2 separate regions of the Mus musculus genome follow, and region 1 is linked to region 2. The links are chromatin contacts, called in public HiChIP or PLAC-seq maps. All regions are on one chromosome and are shown on one strand. The core of a region is the stretch at or near the end of the contact, and the rest is flanking DNA. Distances in the headings are between cores, read along the strand shown. Region 1 has its middle 17 kb from the start of Ypel2. Region 2 holds the start of Dhx40 (DEAH (Asp-Glu-Ala-His) box polypeptide 40).

Region 1 (3,679 bases), core at 449-2,948, 200 kb after region 2:
CCTGTATGCTGTGTATGCTAACCTACCTGTGCTCCAGCCTGAAGATCTTGAGTTGTGTGTGCACACATTCATTCATGTGTGTGTGTGCGTATGTGTGTGTGTGCGCGCGTGCGTGGAGAGGCCAGAGGTGATGTCTTCCTCTCCTTTTTTTAGTTTTTCAAGACAGGGTTTCTCCTGGCTGTCCTGGAACTCACTCTGTAAACCAGGCTGGCCTCGAACTCAGAAATCCGCCTGCCTCTGCCTCCCAAGTGCTGGGATTAAAGGCGTGCGCCACCACTGCCCAATTTCTCCACTTTATTTTAAGACAGGGTCTCTCACTGAACCCAGAGCTCACTGATTCAACTAGACCTGCTGGCCGATGATCCAGCGATTCGCTTCTCCCTGCCCACATTGCTGAAGCTATAGACTCATTGCTCAGCTTTTACCCTGTGCTAGGGATGGAAGCTCAAGCCCTCCTGCTTGGGCCATGGTCTGGTTGTCGTTTTGATACAGGGTCTCACATTGTAGCTCAACAGTATGAGGGCCTCAAGATTGAGGTGGTCTCCTACCTTGGCTTTCCAAATACTGGGATTATAGACGTAAGCCACTATGCCCAGCTTAACTCAAGACCCTCTCTTCAGAAGAGGAATCTAGAGTCGGCACCGTGCTCTTCTCTGCTCTCTGCTGAGCCCTCTCTTACCTGCCTCCAAGTACTCCGCTGAGCAAGTCACAGAAAGACTGGCAAGAAGCCACAAAAGCAGAGCTATATTCCGCAGTGAAGCCTGTTATGGGGTGCAGGACACATCACCCTCAGAAATAACCCAGTAAGTAAGCTGGATGAGGGTCGTCAGCCGAAACTCATTTCTCGAAAGGAAATTAACGTCTGTCTCCAGCCTAATGAGGACCTGCGCTTCTGGCTTTTGTTGTTTTGTTTTGAAAACCGGGTCTCACTGTGTAGCCCTGGCTAGTTTGGAACTCAGGATGTAGACCAGGCTGACCTCAAATTCCCAGAAACCTACTCGCCTCTGCTGGGATTAAAGGCACAAGCCACCCCACCCCACCCTCCAGTTTCCTGGTTTTATTAACATTTGTTACAGTGAAGGCACCAATCAGTACATTTTTAAATCCAATAATTCCCATTTCCTGAGATTTTACGTAATGTTGTTTTTCTCTTCTTACTGGCATCTCAGCCAAAATATCAGGTTATAGTTTGTCAACTTTCTCTACTGTAGTTACACACACACACACACACACACAAATAAATCAATGTAACTTCTGTTTTTGTTTTTTTGTTTTTTGTTTTTTTTTTTTGAGACAAGGTTTCTCTGTGTAACCCTGGCTCTCCTGGAACTCACTCTGTAGCCCTGGCTGGCCTGGAAATCACATATCCACCTGCCTCTGCCTCCTGAGTGCTGGGATTAAAGATGTGTGCCACCAGGCCCAACCAGGTTTAGCTTTTGTTGTTGTTGTTTGTTTTTTTGAGGCAGGGTTTTTCTGTGTAGTCCTGGCTGTCCTGGAACTCACTTTGTAGACCAGGCTGGCCTTGAACTCAGAAATCCGCTTGCCTCTGCCTCCCAAGTGCTGGGATTAAAGGCGTGCACCACCACGCCCGGCAGCATTTTTTAAAAATAAAAACAGGTGTGTTCAGATTACCAAAAGAGAACAATTCGGTAGTTCCCACAACCCAATGCAAGACTGACTCAAATCATAATTAGGTCTAGGGAGACCTCCTGTGGTTAAACTTGGGTATAGCTTCCCAGTGTCCGCTTTCCAGGCCTGGTCATTCCTAATGAATCCAAGAGTTCTCTCTTCACCCCAACCAGCCTCAGGCAAAATCTAAGAACATTCTGGGAGCATCACTACCAGTAGAGGCCAGATACACGCTGAGCTTCCTATAACGTTCGGGATCACCCTGAAATTTAAAAATTTGAGGCCAAGAGCTGTGAATACAACTATAATGGAGAGAGCCAAAGATCCTCATTTTTGGGGGGGGGGGTGCTGGAGAGATGGTTCAGTGGTTAATACTACTGAATGCTCTTCCAGAGGTCCTGAGTTCAATTCCCAGCAACAACATGGTGGCTCACAACCATCTATAATGGGATCCGGTGTCCTCTTCTGGTGTGTCTGAAGACAGCTACAGTGTACTCATATATGCATAAAATAAATAAATCCTTTTAAGAAGGTTGTGGAGAGATACATTCTTTTATTTATTTAGGATTTTAAAAACACATTTTGTTTATTTTTGCTTTGCTTTGGAGACAGGGTCTCACAGGCTGTCTTAAACTTACTAGGTATTTCAGGTTAGCCTTGAACTTTTAGCAATCCTGCCTCAGCCTCCCGCAAGCTGGGATTACATTTCCCAGCTGTGTAAAACAGTTCCAGGGGATCTGAGAAGCTCACACAGATACACATGCAGGTGAAACACTAATGCACATAAAATAAAAATAAATAACTTAAAAGTTTCTTGATTAATGATCATACTCTGGCTTTAAAAAAATGTCCTTTTTTATTTTGTGTGTTGGGGTGCTGTGCACACATGCCATCATATGCCTGCCATCATATGCCATCAGTGGTCAGGGGACAGTTTGTGAGAGTCAGCTCTCTTCCACCACATGGGTTGCTGTCCTCACCCTGGACAGCAAGAAACTTTGCCTGCTGATTCATCTCGCCCTCCTCCCACCCCCACCCCACCCCCATCTGCTCTTTTTTTTAAAATTTATTTATTATATGTAAGTGCACTGCAGCTGTCTTCAGACACACCAGAAGAGGATACCGGATCCCATTACAGATGGTTGTGAGCCACCATGTGGTTGCTGGGATTTGAACTCAGGACCTTTGGAAGAGCAGTCGGGTGCTCTTACCTGCTGAGCCATCTCACCAGCCCCACTCTTTTTTTTTTTAAAGATTTATTTATTATTATATCTAAGCACACTGTAGCTGTCTTAACCTAACCCTGATGCACCAGAAGAGGTCGTCAGATCTCATTACAGATGGTTGTGAGCCACCATGTGGTTGCGAGGATTTGAACTCAGGACCTTCGGAAAAGCAGTAGGTGCTCTTAACCACTGAGCCATCTCTCCAGCCCCCACGGCTGCTCTTATATTGGACACAGGCTCACTCTGTAGCTCTGGTTGGCCCAGACCTTACTGTGTACCAGACTGATCTCAAAGAGTGCCGGGATTAAAAGTGTGGACCAAGTGGGGCGGTGGTGGCACACACCTTTAATACCAACACTCAGGAGGCAGAGGCAGGCAGATCTCTGTGAGTTCAAGGCCAGCCTGGTCTACAGAGTGAGTTCCAGGACAGCCAGGGCTACACAGTGAAACTCAGTATTAGGGGGTGGGGGTGGGGTGGAGTGGGGGATAGTTGTGCACCCCCAAATCTGGACTGCTTTTCCTTTTTTAATTAAAAATTTCTCATAGGATATATTTTGATCATGTTTTCCCCTCCCCACCCAATTTTAAGTTTTATATTCTCTCTCAAAACAAAAAGAAAAACAACAAAACAAAACAAAACAAAAAAACTATACACAATAACAGAATGCCAGAACCAGAAATCAAGAAACAAAAACTCCCTACAAAAACAAAATTTAAAACAAACTGGCAAAAGACTAATAACACAAAAAAAGGCCTAAACAAAGCAAAACTAAGGAAAAAGTTCATAAAACACCATTGAGTTTGTTCTGTTGAGCAGCTACTTT
Region 2 (3,567 bases), core at 565-3,064:
ACCTTTAATCCCAGCACTCAAGAGGCAGAGGCAGGTGCATCTCTGAGTTCCAGGCCAGCCTGGTCTACAGAGTGAGTTCTAGGGCTACACTGAGAAACCCTGTCTCAAAAAAAAAAAAAAAAAAAAAACCAACACCCCCCCAACAAAAATATGTCCCCAACAGAGGTCAACTATCCTTTCCAATTCACAATTGTTTCAGTTCTCACTGGCTAATGAGATAACCTTATCCTAAAAGAGAAAATTAACATCCTTTTATTTTTCCTTCTTATCATATAACCATAGCTGGCCTGGAACTTAATATGTAAACCATGCTAGCCTTACAACTCAGAGATGCTCCTGACTCTGCCTACCAAGTGCTGGGATTAAAAGTGTGCACCACCACAATCAGCCTTCTTCTTCTTCTTCTATTATTATTATTATTATCATTGTAGTTTAATATGTCACCCCAACAATTCCGGAGCCTGAAATAAATCCAGAAAGCCAAGGAGACATAGGGAGGCTAAGGATCTGACAAAGCAACGCAGCAATGGGCATTTGCACACTACAGTACTTTCATTAAAATTTAAAGAATTTCTCTCTTTAGTGCTTCCAGCTTTATCCAAGAATAAAATTACCTGCTTCATAAAGGTATTTAGGGAGTTGAGTTGTTTTACCACTTCCTGTATTTCCAGTAACGATGAGGAACGAGTTGTCCCTCACAGCTTGAATGAGCTTTTTTCTTTGTTTCTGAATAGGAAACGTTGGAGTTGTTCCTCCCTCCTGTGATGTGCATCCTTTCTCTTCTGTAACAACACAAAAACAATTGTGCAATGAAAACACCTGAGAAGAGCTCTCTGACAATGGCTCAGACCTGAAAGAAGAATGCACAGGAATCGCACAACGGGAAAGATCAATCTATGACTTTTCAGTTACGTCAACCATGTACAAATCACACGTGAAAGTTTATAAACTCAGAATAACTTTTTTTGGTAAAATCAAACAACTTCAACATTGTTGATGTGTAACTCGCCGTACTTGACAAAGTCAGTCAAGCACAAGACAACGTGTATGTATGCATACCTACCTGGAAAAACTAAACTCAATTTTATTAAACAATAGATCAACAACCTGAGCACAGCAGAACAACTCTGAGAAGAAGAAGAAGCCACCTGTATTTGCTTCTGATTCACAGTTCAAGTTAGGTCCCTGTTCAGAGTGACTGATATCCCAGAAGGCCAAGTGGTGGGTAACCATGGAAACTGGCTCCTGGAAACGGGCTCCCTTCATACCGTACCCAAAGGCAGGCTGGCGGCCCGACGAAGGGGAGGGGGATGAACGGGTAGAGAACAAAGGCTTTATGAGGCTGTAGAACAGCAGAAGGCATTTGGGCGTTCGGGTCCACTTTCTTGCCCCCCAGAGAGGTTCTCACCCAACTTGGGTTTGGGACCGCCCCCTTCTAAGCCAAAGTGCTCACTGGACGCAAAGTTCGTCGTCTGGCTTAAAAGACCAAAAGAACGTCTAAGCTCCCTTCCCACCTCCTCTGCCGCCCACAGATGTACTTTTCGCCCCGCAAATAACTCCCTCCGGGTGCCACAGCGTCCCGCGGACCGTACCTCTGTCAGCGATGCGAACAGCTGACGGCCGCTCTTCCTGGAGCTCTATTGGCCGCTCGCCTTCCTCCTGCCGCCTTGGCGCCCTGCCCGCGACGGCGGGAAACCGGGACATAGACCCGGTCCGGAGAAGAAGCGAACACGTCCACGGAGCCGAGGAGATGGGAGGGGAAAGGCGAGGACGCGCCCTGATGACGTAGGGGTGTTTACTTCCGCGCGTGCGACTGGCTGAGAGGGGTGGGGGAGCGGCTCGATGACGTGGCGGCCTCTGCTTGGACGCGCACGGGCCCGCGCTCCTGGGGGCCCCGAGGCACCACCCCCAAGGAGTCCCGCCCATCGCCACGTGCCTCCGCCACCCGCGAAGTCACACCTGAACACCTGAGGGCCAGGTCACAGTTTGTCCAGTGTGGCCCTTAGTCACCACAGCATCCCCACAAGTCTTGCCTATCTCCAGATACCAGTTGAATGACCCTTTCCCAGGAGCCGAAGCCATCCTACAGTGTGACCTTGGGCAACTCACTTCCCTATCGTCCTATCAAGACACATAGTGCGGTCCAACTTGTAGTTCTGTAGTTTTCAAAACTTAGATTCCCATGCTGTTTCACTTCCTTCATGGAACCCTTCATTTACATTTATTTGCATATTTTCCATACCCTCCAAGAAGCTGGGAAGACACACATGATCCAGACTTCCGGAACACTATATATTGTACACCCAGCAGGGAGCAGTGATTTGAGGTGGACAATAGGGTTTGTTGAGGATAGATGAATGAATAACATCTGGGTTGTTGGTTGATTTTTTTTGTTTTTTTCGAGACAGGGTTAACATCTGTTTTAAAATAAGTTGACTTTTAGTGGAAGTACGTTCCTTAGAAAACACAACTGCTGAAAATTCTACAGATACACATTATCTGAGGTGGTGTGGTTTACTTATTTTTAAAGGTATGTTGGGGACTTGGTGTACAGTTCAGTGGTAGAATACTTATCTACGATATGAGAGACCCTGGGATTCAATACCCAGTACTTTATCAAAGCTGAGTGTGGTCCTAACACTTGCGAGGCAGAGGCAAAAGAGTTGCTGTGAGTTCCGGGTTACCACCAGGATAATTCTGAGAATGAGACTCTGTCTCAGAAGAGGAGGTGAATAAAGGGGAGAGGGAGAAAGAAGGGAGAGGAAAAGAGAAGGAAGGAGGGAGGGGGGGAAGAGGGGAAAAGGGAGGGAGGGAAGGAGGGGGGTTCTTGGACTAGTCCTTCAGTGATAATGCCAGCTGATTTTCTGAGTTGAGTTAATTATGAAAAAATGTGAAGAAACCTGCTTCTTACACTTAAATCACTATGTAGCCCAGGATACCCTAGAACTCATGATCTTCCAGCCTCAGCTACCCAAGTGCTAAATTACAGATATATGTGACCTTGTCCATTTGCTTCTTGCACTTTTCAGTAGTTCCTGCTGTTAAAATTAATCATGGTTTATAGGAAGGCAACATAAAACTACCATTCACTTATCAACCCAAGACCAAACTAGAAAAGATGTAAGATGTTACAAGAATCCAAGACTTTGCTTTAAAACGTACATGTATCAACTCCTTTTCAACGTAACTGATCAACAACTCCTTTAATGCAAGTTTATCAGAATTTGAATGATAGCAAGTCAGGTGTAACTTTCTAACGGCTGAGGCAATAGCCCTAGTGACAGGAGAACATTTTAGATTTCTCCAAAACATTAAAACCATCTCTGAACCTTTCGATTTCTATTAGTAATTCAAACTATTATGTCAGAAGAGATCAAAATATACAATTGTAGTCAGACCATGAAGATATTGGTGACCTCTGTAACTGAGCAACAGACCAGCTATTTCACAAAGTCACTTTCTAAGAAAATAAGCAGAATCATTTCAAATCAGGAATTGTGACCATTTACTAAGCAATTTGTATTTAAATGATTAAGTATTTGATATATACAGTTTTGGACAAAGTCT

The links. HiChIP or PLAC-seq counts read pairs in DNA pulled down with a chosen protein or histone mark.
Region 1: an H3K4me3 HiChIP or PLAC-seq map of craniofacial prominence shows a contact between it and region 2, with 4 times the contacts expected there. The contact joins the enhancer-like site here to the promoter of Dhx40 in region 2. A contact is called at or near these places in 3 of 39 promoter capture datasets (Sertoli cells, cancer-associated fibroblasts and macrophages), 1 of 15 datasets of contacts at CTCF or cohesin (the NIH/3T3 cell line), 21 of 484 Hi-C or Micro-C datasets (bone marrow-derived macrophages, cerebellar granule neurons, cerebellum and 13 more), 14 of 115 datasets of contacts at active chromatin or transcription factors (bone marrow-derived macrophages, craniofacial prominence, embryonic basal ganglia and 11 more) and 4 of 9 other capture datasets (adipose tissue, liver, macrophages and 1 more).

The regions. Positions count from the first base shown.
Region 1 is chr11:87,008,988-87,012,666 of GRCm38.p6, forward strand. No RefSeq gene overlaps it. Among named protein-coding and RNA genes, the nearest start is that of Ypel2, 17 kb to the left of the region's middle. Within about 2 kb of position 1,699, at least 73 of the 459 cell types and tissues checked have an H3K27ac peak or open chromatin away from gene starts, as enhancers often do. A contact at or near this core is called in bone marrow-derived macrophages, craniofacial prominence and pancreatic cancer cells, where this site is marked.
Region 2 is chr11:86,805,846-86,809,412 of GRCm38.p6, forward strand. It overlaps Dhx40 (DEAH (Asp-Glu-Ala-His) box polypeptide 40), which reads right to left and starts at 1,815. Exons shown (of 18, transcript NM_026191.2): 1 at 1,593-1,815; 2 at 615-782. The coding sequence starts at 1,704.